Linked DNA regions of Mus musculus: all the other regions are linked to region 1. The links are chromatin contacts, called in public HiChIP or PLAC-seq and promoter capture Hi-C maps. All regions are on one chromosome and are shown on one strand. The core of a region is the stretch at or near the end of the contact, and the rest is flanking DNA. Distances in the headings are between cores, read along the strand shown. Region 1 holds the start of Col25a1 (collagen, type XXV, alpha 1). Region 2 overlaps Col25a1 (collagen, type XXV, alpha 1). Region 3 overlaps Col25a1 (collagen, type XXV, alpha 1).

Region 1 (4,244 bases), core at 603-3,102:
AGTTTGGCGAGATGGGGGATGACTGGATGTGCTGAAGGAATTTAGGGGAACAAGGAGAGGAGGGTGAGGAGAAGTCCGGACAGCTCCATATTGAGAAGGCAAATGGAACTGAGCAGAAGTTTGGAGGAACAATGCAGGCTAAGTTGTAACTGCTAGTGAGAGATGAATGTCGAATGGTGAGCTGTATCATTCTGGGGCTCCGGAGGTTTGGGTTTGGTATATGCATTCATTGCTCAACAGCTAAAAGATGGTAATTAGGAATTCCACAGAGGAGAGTATCGATGGCATAGAGCAGAGGCTCAAAGAGAGAACATTGAGAGGACTGGCAAAGAAAAAGTTTGCAACCCATGTACAACATTACCACCACCACCGCGGCCCACTAAACACCCACACTAAGCAACGGAGGTTAATTGGAATGTGGAAAGAACTAACATATTAAACTTTTTGGCTGGAGCTAGAGTTCAGGGTTAGGGAGCTTACTTACCTGGAACACACACACACACACACACACACACACACACACACACATCCTTCTTGAGTCCATTTAGTGTTTCTCATATGTCTATGTATTTAGAGATGACAGTCTGGAGTTGGTTCCGGAAGGAAACAGTCTCCTCCAGCAGCCATTGATTGTTAGTAGCTCTTATTCTAGGCACCGGGTCTCATGCAAGGTCCCCGATCCACGTTGGCATGTGAGCATAGTTGTTATTCAGGTCTTGAGGTCTTGTTTTATGCAACCACTTGTTGAGATTCATAAGTGCAGGCTTCCTGCTATGTCTATCCTAAGTCCCCCTTGGCACTGTAGTTTACACACGAGAAGCAACTGCTCCGGGTTAGGTATTTTGTTCATTGATTATAGTAGTAACTGGTTGTGGTAATCGGTTAGGGAGGGAAAGAAACGTACGTGACATTTCTTAAGATGAAAAGGCAAAAAGGAAGGTCTTTTGGAAGGAGAGTTAGGGTTGTGTTTTCTTCTCTAAAATCAATTGGATGCAAAATGCTACTTGTTATCAATTTAGAAAAAAAAAAAAAATCCCAGTAGAGACTTAGTAATTTGATCCAGAGGGAAGAGGCAAGCTGAGAGTCAAGGAAGAGGAAAAACTGACTTCATTCTTCAGCTCTTTCCTAAATCCTGAGAAATGTGTATGCCTCAAACACTCACAAAACAGCGAATCAGGAAAACACATTAGCACCCTAGTACAGAGAAAGAGCCCAGAGCTGGGGGGGGGGGGGGGGGCAGCATCAAGACAAGAGGAAACGGGGGAGGGGCGAGAAAACTTCCCCAGTCATCTGCAGCAAGGCGTGGGAAGGAAGGGAAGTGGGGAAGGTACCCTGCAGACGTCAGCCAGACACTTTGCCTCTGGGCATGTGGGAACGAACTGAGGGAGGAGGGAAAACGTCGCGCAAGGGCTAGATGGAGGAGCTCCTGTGGCTGCCTTTGAGCGAGGATCTGGAGAGCTGGAGCCTTCTGCTTCCGTTCTTTCCTTCAGGAGGCCATTTCTCCATTTTTTAACCCAAATAGGGGGCGCTGGGCTAAGCCAGTATAAGCCACTCTGCACAGCAGACCTCAATTCGGCCCCTGGCTAGGGCCGGAGAGATGGCCTTAGGGGGACGCTGAAGTTACTCGGTGGTGGGAGGGGGAAGGGTCTCCAAGCTCCTCTCCAATCACAGTGGTTGCTGTAGCTATTTGCATATATTATGCTAATAGAGACCTCGGGCTCCGCTCCCACCCGCGCTCCCGCCCCTTCGTGGGTCCAGGCGGGCTGGGCGAAGGTGAATATATTATGCTAATAAGGAGGCTCCTGCGGGAGGGGGCGGTCCGCGCTTCAGGCGCGCGCGCACTGTCTCACACAAGAGCATCCCGGGGTATTTAAGGCTCGCACACGCGGGTCTGCGGAGATACTTTTGGGGCCTCGCAGCTTACGATCGCTGCTTGGGTCACTCGGTCCTCTTTTTCTCTATTCCTCTACCACCCACGGGGGCTGCGCTCTCGCCGGGTCTCTGTATTTCCTTTTCTTTTTGGCCTTGAACTGATCCAGGTGGGAGACAGGTCGGCGGGTGGAAAAAGGTAGAGATAGGCAGGCAGACTCAACAGGTCGGAGCAGAGAGAGGGGCTCTCGGACCCTGCGCCTCCGCGCGGGGGACCCCTAAGGAGGTGTCGGATTGGGGGGGTCAAGAGAGCTGCCCTAGTGGGTTTCATTTCAGCTGTGACCCCAACAACACCCCCGGCGCCACACAGTCCCCGGCCGGAGGGTGCTTTTCACTCCTAGCTGGAAGGGGAGAAAGAATCTGGAGGACGGTCGGTCCACGCCTGCTGATCCGGACGCCGAGCCACGCGCAGGTCCATCTCTAAGCCCGGGCTCCGACTCTACCAACTAGTTGTGCAGCCGCAGGGACTGAACTTTGGAGGAACCGACCCTTCCTCTCATTCTAAGATTACTGGAGGAGATAGAAGGTGGAAGGCGTAGCGGAGGCCAGCGACCCCGCCACAATGTTGGTGAAGAAGCTTGCAGGGAAAGGAGGGGGACGAGAGTCTGGATCAGAAGATCCGCGCCCCTTGGGACAGCGTTGTGCCGGCACCATGCCCTCGTGCACGGCCCTGGCGACCCTCTTGTCAGTGGTTGCTGTGGCTTTCTGTTTTTATCTTGGGGTGAAAACCAACGACCTCCAGGCGAGGATTGCTGCTCTTGAATCTGCTAAAGGGACCCCTTCCTTCCATCCGCTGTCTGACACCGTGGATGAGCTGAAGGCAATGGTTCAGGAGAAAGTGGAGCGTCTCTTGGCTCAGGTGTGGAAGGCTGGGTATTTTGCACGTGAATACTGTTTTGCACAGGTGTGAGCCCTGTGTGCAGGGATAGTTTCGACCCTTAGCTGTCTGCATAGTTGACTTGACTGTATATGCCAAGTATGGAGTTAAGTACCTTGGGTATTGCTTAGTATCAAGTCTGTAGCAGATATCTTCCCTGGGTATTCCATAGTGCTTGCATGCTTAGACATATATGGGGGGTCTGGATAACGGGAGTGTGTGGAGGGGCATTTTATTTCTTTGTAGCTTTCTGGAGTCTCTTGGGAGCTCTCACTTCAACGGAGACCAATTTTTGTTGATATAAGATCTCATATCTCCTTCCCAGGGAAAGGTTAGGGAAACAGGTGTTATTAATATACAAAAGGTAATCACTTTCAAGTGAAACGATCCTATAGAGCTTGAGAATCATAAATTCCACCCTTCGAATCTTTTTTTCATGTTCAAACACTTTGAAAAAGTTTTATAGTTGGTTAAGGATGCAGTGCAGGTAATAATTGGAAGGTAGAGCTGTTGAAGCTGAGAGTTATCTTCAAGGTTGGTTTCAAATCAGGGCCATTTATTTATTTATTTATTTAAAATTTACTTCCAATGGAGAGGCTGTGTAGAGTTCACATTCACTTATGCACTCTTGACCAGCGTCTTTGGACCTATATCACTGCCTGGCTTTTGCACTGCCTGCCTATGCTTGGGCTAAAGGAAAGTGGGGGTGGGGGGGTGGGGTGGTAATTGAGGACTAGAGAAAGATGTTAGCCAAACCCTGCAATCCTGCTACCATGTCAGTGGTCATTGTCTTATTTTAGGACTTGGATTCTGTTACTTTTTGACAAGAGTCCAAGTACATATGTAAATATTCCTTATGCAAGCTATCAGATGCTGGCGAAGCAGGCATGTGGCCAGAGAGCCCCTGAGAGTCTAGTTCTCCTCAGTGCTACTGATACTGTGTCAACCCCTCTGCTTTCCCTACAGAAATCCTACGAACATATGGCTAAAATAAGAACGGCCAGGGAGGCACCTTTAGAGTGCAACTGCCCAGCAGGTAAAACGGCCCTCATTTAACAACGTTTCCTTCACAGCAGAACTCTGGAAAAAAAGAAAAAAGAAAAAAAAGGGGGGGGGTGTCTTGTGCTGTCAAGTCTACCTGTAATAATAGTGAAGAAAGACTGCAGGCCCAACCTGCTTTAATAAAACCAACATGTCTCAGTCCAAAAGATGGCAGAAAAGCCCTAAATATTGTTTTATGCAGCATGCTAAGGTCTGCTATGGGAAAGCAAGGAAGCCAGGGATGGTCACCATGAATAATATAGACAAGATGGTATGTAAAGACAGAGTTCTTAGAGTCTCAGATTGAAAGTCTTCTGTGATCTTATTAGACAATGTCATAATTTGTTGTTGTTGGTGGTGGCGGTGAAAATGGCTGTTGAACTCTTAAGACTCTGAA
Region 2 (4,244 bases), core at 647-3,146, 250 kb after region 1:
AATAGGAGGACGGAAGGCAGGTAATGGCTGGAGTCTTGAGAGTATATTTGATAGCCAGCGAAGGGAGCGTAGTGGGAAGAGAAGGTTTAAGAACAGATTTTGGTGAATGCTGATGGGTTTTGTCAATTCTTCCTCCCCAGGGTTTCCATTTATTTAGATTAGGTTAGCCCAGGATATCTCCCTCCCAGGACTCAATGGCTTCCCTTCCGTGGGTCAGCTTTCTTCTCCTGATGGAAAGCAATGTCCTTCCCCGAAGGAACAGTGTGTACTTTAACTCACGTTCCTTTATTTTTCCTGGAACCAGACTGTAAAAACATGACTTCTTGCTACCTTTCCTTTTTCCTAAAATCGAATTTCCCGTCTCTGTGTGACTAATCTGTTCTTTAGGGGAGCTAATAGAAACAGTAAGGAAGAAGATAGAACATGAACAGGAGATGCTAGTGGACAAAGGCAATGTGTCTTCCCCTTAGCCTGAGGAAAGGGTAAATTTGTTCTCTTGAAGGTGGTGGAGGAGGTCCAGGGGGGTGGGATGGTCCCACTTGTAGCAGTGATGAGGAAGGAAAAAGGAGGGCTGGGCCCGGGAGGAGGCAAGCACACTGTAGGTGTGATGTCTTCCGTCCCGTCTCTGGAGAACAGGGTGATGAGAATAAAGAATCTAAATAGGAAGCTCTGGGAGTTGACACTCATGTGAAAAGCTCTGTGGTCATGTTGGCCTTCAGCCAGCCGGAGGGAGATTCTACTTACATTGGAAGTCAATCAAGAAGCAGAGCCAAGACCTAGAAGTCAGGCTCCCAGCCCACCTGACAGTTGGTTTTTTTTTCCAATATTTTAAAATTATTTTTAATTTTTGGGGGAGTCTTGTTTTTCATCCATTCTTCTGACAATCTACTTCATCCTTGGGTTGTGCTTAGTTGCAATTCATAAAGTCCATATCGCTTTATATGATATGACAAATGAAGAAAAAAAAAGTCAAGTGGCCTTCAAACAGGGCTTAAATCACTTGAACAAAAATGATGTTCAGGCGGAATATGAGGAAACATGCTGAAAATAGGAGGTTGTAAATTAAACCCAGGGCTTAGAGGAAAATGTACTATACGGGATCCAGATTTAACTGCACACAAGCACATATGCATGCACCGCACACACAGAGATGGGCTGGGGAGGGAGGAGAGGAAGAGGAAGAGGAAGAGGAAGAGGAAGAGGAAGAGGAAGAGGAAGAGGAAGAGGAAGAGGAAGAGGAAGAGGAAGAGAAGAGAAGAGAAGAGAAGAGAAGAGAAGAGAAGAGAAGAGAGGGAGGCAGTAGAGCAACAGCAATGGATGTCTGAAGAGAGCAATGGGAGCTGGGCTAATGAGTAAGGTGCAGTGATGTATATGTATGTATGTGAAATGCTACATAAGGAAACCCAGTATGCTAACTAAAAAGAAGAGACAGTGGTATGTGAATCCATGTGAGTCCTACTGAACACAGTGACAGTGTCACAGGAGAGCTTATGCAAGGAGTGAAGCAGTGGGAGCTACTATGGCGGCTGGTTCGAGACTATGCTTGCTTTCCACAAAATCAGTATTCAGAATTCCAAATCCTTCACCATGGGGTTCATTTTATTTGACCTTTTAGACCATAAGGCACAGGGGTAAGGGGGAGCCATATTCAAAGCCAGAGGCATTTGCACAGTCTTGAAGCATCGAGAGACACAGACCAATGTTGGGGGAGAAGGGAGATCTTGTGTTTGATTAGCAAGAACAGTTATGTCCATATAGGAAGTAAGAAATGCAAACCAGAGAAAACGACCCCCAAGTCCCACCGTCTCCCAAGCCCCTAACTCCACTGAGCTACACCAGTCTTACATTTGCAATGTTTGAGTTTTCCCAAATTTGCTTTTGAGTGTTAGAGGCCATTAACTGCTTCCTGACAGCAGCTGTTTATGATTTCAGACTGATCGTGGGCACACACGGTCTGCTGGTCAGGACCCAAACAGACACCATAAAAGACCTTGCCGTTACAGTCTCACCACAGAAAAATGCCCAGGAAATAATAGCTGTAAAAAATTAGTTTTCAACCAAGTGTAGGACTGGTTTTGATATTTTAAATTTTGGGGTATGTCCAACCTCCACCCCCTTCTGCTTGGTTTTAATCTTCAGTGCAAAATGAAAGGTGTAAAGTCTAAAGCTGTAAATCCACTTCTTGCCGTAATTCCCATCCCAGGCTCTGAGGAGTTGGTTGATACCATATAACCACAGTCCTGCTGCCAGGAAACTGGCTTTTCCGTTACTTCCGCCATGTTGCTGCTTTGAACCCCCAAGACTTTTATTGTATTTTCTCTCACGCATATATCCATTTCAGTTTGGCAGGACTTAATCGAGTACCTAATCTGTGCTCAGCTTGACGGAGAGGTTCTAAGGCCTAACATTCAGTTTCATTGCATTTATTAAAGGGATGGGGCTGCAGGTTTGGTTTGGTTTTGACTGGGAAGAGCCCTCAAAGGTAAATTATATTCAGTCTGCATCGTCTTCAAACGTTCCCTCCATCCACCCAGGAATGTTTCCCACGGTTCATTTTGCTTTCAGGAGTTCTGTATGTTTGGCTTCTTCATTTCTCAAGTATTTTAAAAACATAATATTAAAGTGGGTTATTAATAATCACCAGCATTGGAAGGCTATTCAGTTGTAAGCTGTTTTGTTTTAGACAAGGAGGGGCAAGATTTTCCCCCATTTAACAAATGAGAGAACCAGTTCAGCATGACTGATTAGCCTGCCCAGGATTATACACAGCCTCATTTTCAGTCTAGATCTGTGACTGCAGAGCTCAGGTCCCTGGCCACCAGGATACTTTTAGTTTACATTCTTCTTTTTAAAATTAACACCTCTGAAGTACTCTTGTATTTTCCTTTGACTTTTGCAGAAACCCTTAAAAATAGAAATTATAAATGAGTTTTATAAATTATAAATCACACATTTTACCTATGCTTTTAGGCAGCATAATTCTGTATCAGGAAAAATTAAGATTTATATATGACTAGATCAATGTATTTGTAAGGTTAACATTTATTTGTCTGTAAGTCAAAATAATTTTACTTTAAACTTCATGAAACAACTCAAGATATCCCCCAAATTATATACCTATGCCTGTGCCTGTGTCTGTGCCCGTGACTGTGCCTATGCCTATACCTATGCTAACGAAAGCTTTTGCATGAATTGAAGGTTGGCATATACATGGAAGAAAATAGGTTCTCATTTTTATTACAGAGAAATTGGTGCTAAGACAATTAAACATGTTACTCAGAAGCATATATATATATACACACACACATATATATGTATACACACATATATATTTAAACATGTTACTCAGAAGCATATATATGTATACACACACATACATACATATACACAGAAATATCACCATCTAATTATCTAGGGTTCCCATTTTTCAAAAGAGCACTAGATTCTCAAATGTCAATGTCATTTGCAATGTCATTTTTCTAAGGCCTCAGAGACAAGCTAAATATTGTGAGTGTGCAATTTGGTTATGTAGCTCCCTTCCTAAGAGGCCAATTAAATACACATGTGGGGAGACAGATGTCAACTATCAGTACAGTTGAAGCACCATCTTAATTCTACAAGAGAAAAACTGTTTCTCCTGTTTCCTTCCTGCCTGAAACCGGAAACCGTAAGCATCAATAACGTATTGTTGCAAGAACTCTGGAGCCCACAGAGAGAAGACTTAGAACAGTCATCCATGCCTCTGGGGCTGTGCTGTCTACATGAGAGAACCACTGATATAAAAGTCTGCCATCTTCTCCCTCAAAGGCTAGGGAAATGGGCATTTAAAATCTAGGAACCTGTATGTAGTCTTCACCTTAAGGAAAGGAATAGAAATGTAGTGAAGACATACTCTACCTAGAAGTTAACATTCAAGATGGGTGACATTTTAGTGGTGGCACTATAATGTGGTTATCGTGTGCTGAAGATCACAGAATCTGTACAGAGAGTATCACACCATGACCACTTCTATGAATTCCTGAGTGAACCTTTTTCTTAGTAATGATAATAGACTATCTCTCCTCTCCTCTCCTCTCCTCTCCTCTCCTCTCCTCTCCTCTCCTCTCCTCTCCTCTCCTCCCCTCCCCTCCCCTCCCCTCCCCTCCCCTCCCCTTCCCTCCCTCTCCTTCCCCACTTCCCTCTTCTCCCCTTCCCTTTTCTCTCTTCCCTCTCTTCTCTCCTCCCTGCTTTTTCTCCCTGTTTTC
Region 3 (4,244 bases), core at 999-3,498, 180 kb after region 1:
GATGTTGAGAGTCAAACATGGAACATATGTTTTAATTTACCAAGTAAGATTCCTTTTCTCTTTTGGTACCAGGATTTGGGGGTCGGATACTCAGCATCTTTTGGCTGGTATGCTAACGATGCATTATTCATAATGAAAGGTTCAAATTTGTTATGCTGCAACTGTTCAGCCCTTGACAAATGACTCTGATAGGTGACACCCATTTTTAAGTAAATAAAGAAAAGCAGGAAGTGAATTTCTTCTAAACAACAGAAAAAAAAAATCTGTGTAGCACTGGAGCTGCCTTGGCAAGTAGCCATTTCTCTTTTAGTTTAAGTCTAGAAAATGCATTGTGTTCCAACAAACTATTAACTTTTTTTAGGGAGAAAGCCCTCCAGGGGCTTTTCTAGTAGTGTCCACTCCCATTACTTCATTGGCTTCTTGGACTTGTTTCTCTGGATTTGATGAACTTTACAGTACACCCCACCTCATCCTTATAAAATACGCTCAATGCATCTTCAGGGTAAGTAATTCTTGTCTGCTGCCATTTATCCTTTTAACAAATGTTTATCGAACACTTTTATGTGATGGGCAGTGCTCTTGGTGCTAGCAGTGAACCATCAACATAGGCAGCTGGAGGGTGCACACAGAAGACTAAGCCAGTTTTGCCAAAACACCAGACACTCAAAGGAAATGGAGGGACGAGGTTGGAAGAGTGGTAGATATTGCAGAAACCCCAGAATGCTGGTAATGAAGTGCGTTTTGATCATTGCATTTTGATCTTTGGCCTTTTGGACAGTGAAAAATATGATTGTAGATGACCTTAAGGAAGATTTATTTATGAGCAATGCATTGCTGTACCGGAGGCGAGGAAGCTTGGAAACTCAGTTCACTTAGAATTCTAAGTTTCCTGGGTGAATAGAATTGAGTCTTAATTAAGATGGATTAAGTTTTCAGAGGAAAGGGTGGAAGCCACGTTTATAGCAGGATACTCAAGGGCAAAAGGGAGTGATCAGAGTTTACAGACTACAACCCAAAAGACTGGAAGTATATGGTGCATCTGAAGGTCTGATACATTGTATTTATTTGTGAAGATAATTGGAAATACAGAATGGCATCTTGTAGGCCACAAGACTAGTACTTAATTCTCTCTCTCTCTCTCCCTCTCTCTCTCTCTCTCTCTCTCTTTCTCTCTCTCTCTCATACACACACACACACACACACACACACACACACACACACACACACACACACATGAGGTGGGGGGAAGAAATAGACAAATAGAGATAGAGACAGAATGACAGACAGAGCTAGGCATCCATGGACTACAGTGCATGTGTAGAAGTTATAGGCCACCTTTGGAGAACAAGCTCTTGCCTGCCACCTTACCAGGGCAACACCCGTCTTGTTTGCTACTGTTCTGTATATTCCAGGACCTTGGCTCACGAGGTTTCAGATGACTTTCCTGTTTCCATTTCCCTTTCATCTCAGGAGTGCTGGGATATAGATGTGTATCTCTGTACCCATCTTTTAATGTGGGTTCTAAATCAGGCTGGCCAGCTTGCATGGCAAGGCTTGGCACTTTGGATGCAGAATTCAGGAAAAACAGATGATATTGAACTGCAGAATCGGTGAGAGTAGATAGGCAATGCTCCCTTCTCAAGCCCTTAGGGAACAAGGGACAAAGATGAGATCAGAGAGGCGTGGGTCGGGAACTAGGATTATCTGATACCGCAGAAGCCAGAGGACCCTTTTCTTTTCTCTCCATTTTGGTGCTGTCTGAGAACCTGTCAAGGAACATATCTGTGATTGTTTCACAAAATGTTTTAAAAGGAAGAATAACAACATGGTAGGAAGGAACCAACAGTAGCCTTGTTGAAGGCTGGGATTCAGCCCAGGCTCTCAAATTACTTGAATGTGGCTTCTTGAAACATTTTGCTATTTTGTCAAGTGCTATTATGAATTCTGAAAAGGGGAACTGAAAGGAGGGAAAAAATGCCATTGAATTTGGAAAGTTACTTGAGACTCTTGACAAAGATTGGAGAATGATGGGGGGTTGGGGGAAGCAGAATGCAGAAAAGAATAAGGCACATATAAAAGCATGCCGTTGGCTATTATCTGACAGGACTGAAGAACCCCAAACAGCGTGTCCCCGGAAAAAGCTACAAAATGAAATAACCTCCAAATCAACCAAGCAGCTCTCGAATGTGGGAAGCAGTTACGTAAAGTGTGAGGGATTGGTTTTGCATCCTGAGTGAGCCATGCTGGGCCCACAGCATGTTGTGGGATATGGGATAGATGGTGGGCGTAAGAACCCGGTGTGTGGTTCTTGTTATATCCCTGCTGGTATAATAACAGAGCGGAATGAAGTCTCAGAAAATCAAGGTACTGTAAAAATGGCACGGGCTCCCCTGTAGTGTCGAGGAGATTGAATGTGTGATGGGAAAATAAACATGTTTGGACCATCTGGGGCACGGGCGCTCATCCCGCTTTTGTGTAGCTCTTTGTGTTTCAGACTCTGCCTTCTTGAAAGCTAGCTTGTCACCCTCATAAGCATTTGAGTTTTCAAATCACAACTTTCTGAGAACATAGGTAACGCCATTGCATGAATGAAAAGCATACCCGAAATTTGTATTTGTCTTTGGATAAATTTTTTTTTCTTGCAACACACACTGGTTAATTTTTTTTTTTTTTAATTCAGTGTGAGGCATCAAAGAAAACATTGTGTCCCTTGCTCTCAGGAAGCTTCCAGTCCCATGGAGGAGACTATGCTGTTAGCAAAACTACGTGTGACTGGAGAGAACATGAATTTGGGGAGCTCTAAGCTCTCCTTGGCGATGGGGCTGGAAGAGGAAGCTCAGGAGAGTTTCTCTCACATAAGAGGAGGCTAGAAATATGGTGGATTAAAAATCTCTTACAAAGCATGTACTGTCTTTTTTCTTTGAATTGGTTTTCTATTGCATGAAAATATATATTTCTATATATATTTCTAATATATATATTAGAGGAAAACTGTGGAAGACGAACCATATGAAAAGCATGGAAGAAGGCACTACTCCCTTTTGTTTCCCTACTTTCTATCTTCGGTGAAGAATCTTTCAAAGCCGACTAGCTCTGCCATCTTATGTGCAGAGAAGTATTTTAGTGTCACAACAACTAGTTTTCTGTTACCTTGGTTACACCCAAGTATAAGTAAGAAGAAGCAATACAAATGTGCCCAGTACTAAGAACTATCCTGCTTTCCGTAGAACTCGCTCTTCACCATGGAGGTGTTTTAAACTTTGCAAAATCCCACTTTTTTTTTTTTTTCATTTAGGTGCAGCAACTAAACAGGCTAATGTGTCTCAGTAACTAGCACAGATGAGTGTTGTGGGGCTAACGTTAGGAATTTGTAGACTGGACATCATAGGCAGAACACTTCGGTTTGTTTCTCACAAGGCCCTGGGAGAGAAGACTGCGTCTTTGTTTGTGAGTAGTATGAAACTTTCATCACAGTCTCAGAATTTCGAAGGCGGCGTGCTTGCTTTGGAATGCTTTGTTTTTTAGAAATGTCGTGTTTTCATAGCTATCCTTCTTTGTTGTGTCATATTGCCAATTCAGTAATATTCCACGAGAGATTTGCTTTTAGGAAGTAAAACATCGTGTTCAAAACATTCTCTGAAAATAGCAGCGGAGTCTGTCTTTCTGTATTACCAATGTTTATTAGCTGCTATTATAATTCTGAGAGGTAAAAGTAAATGCAACTTATTTCTTCTATACCTTTCAAATCTAAAAAGTTTCTCTCTTGCTTTTGGATATAGTTTGGATACTTGTTTGTTTGTTTGTTTGTTTTTGAGTAGGTAATTCAGAACTCTTTGTCAATATAAAGTGAAAACCTCTTGAGACTTGTACGCCATTAAAGGCTGTTAAGGTATTTTATAGAGTAGGTAAGAAGACCATATGTGTTTTTCTCTTGTCAAGTGCAAAGCATTTGCTACTTTATTCATGCATGTGTGGTCGAGCAGTCACCTGGTCAATGAAGGTGGCATCTTGGGCTCAGTGTTAACCGTGCAGGAAGTGCTTCTGACTCCTCCCCGCCATGCTCCTCACCAACAGTGTGACCTTGGGGACGTTGCTGAAGCTTCATCAGCCTGCTCTGCCAGAACACCATGTCACTTAGCTCAGCGAGCTTATGAGAAGCACGTGAGATGACCCATGTTCCATATGCAATGCTTGGCATAACCCAAACTCAAGATTGAGGAAACTGGTTGCCACAGTTCCAAGTG

What was found. Promoter capture Hi-C pulls out the DNA fragments that hold promoters and counts their contacts. HiChIP or PLAC-seq counts read pairs in DNA pulled down with a chosen protein or histone mark.
Region 2: an H3K4me3 HiChIP or PLAC-seq map of embryonic limb bud shows a contact between it and region 1, with 3 times the contacts expected there. The contact joins the enhancer-like site here to the promoter of Col25a1 in region 1. A contact is called at or near these places in 4 of 39 promoter capture datasets (the 3T3-L1 cell line, cranial neural crest, liver and 1 more), 1 of 484 Hi-C or Micro-C datasets (liver), 7 of 115 datasets of contacts at active chromatin or transcription factors (SST interneurons, craniofacial prominence, embryonic forebrain and 4 more) and 3 of 9 other capture datasets (adipose tissue, embryonic stem cells and liver).
Region 3: a contact with region 1 is called in a promoter capture Hi-C map of hippocampal neurons, with 4 times the contacts expected there. The contact joins the enhancer-like site here to the promoter of Col25a1 in region 1. A contact is called at or near these places in 6 of 39 promoter capture datasets (embryonic stem cells, hippocampal neurons, liver and 3 more), 3 of 484 Hi-C or Micro-C datasets (myocytes, trophoblast stem cells and uterus) and 3 of 9 other capture datasets (adipose tissue, embryonic stem cells and pancreatic islet).

The regions. Positions count from the first base shown.
Region 1 is chr3:130,178,993-130,183,236 of GRCm38.p6, forward strand. It overlaps Col25a1 (collagen, type XXV, alpha 1), which reads left to right and starts at 1,853. Exons shown (of 38, transcript NM_029838.4): 1 at 1,853-2,788; 2 at 3,773-3,842. The coding sequence starts at 2,492.
Region 2 is chr3:130,428,280-130,432,523 of GRCm38.p6, forward strand. The region is part of intron 5 of Col25a1 (collagen, type XXV, alpha 1); the gene reads left to right. Among named protein-coding and RNA genes, the nearest start is that of Etnppl, 190 kb to the right of the region's middle. Within about 2 kb of position 1,897, at least 3 of the 459 cell types and tissues checked have an H3K27ac peak or open chromatin away from gene starts, as enhancers often do. A contact at or near this core is called in embryonic limb bud, where this site is marked.
Region 3 is chr3:130,354,528-130,358,771 of GRCm38.p6, forward strand. The region is part of intron 2 of Col25a1 (collagen, type XXV, alpha 1); the gene reads left to right. Among named protein-coding and RNA genes, the nearest start is that of Gm22682, 150 kb to the left of the region's middle. Within about 2 kb of position 2,249, at least 7 of the 459 cell types and tissues checked have an H3K27ac peak or open chromatin away from gene starts, as enhancers often do. A contact at or near this core is called in hippocampal neurons, where this site is marked.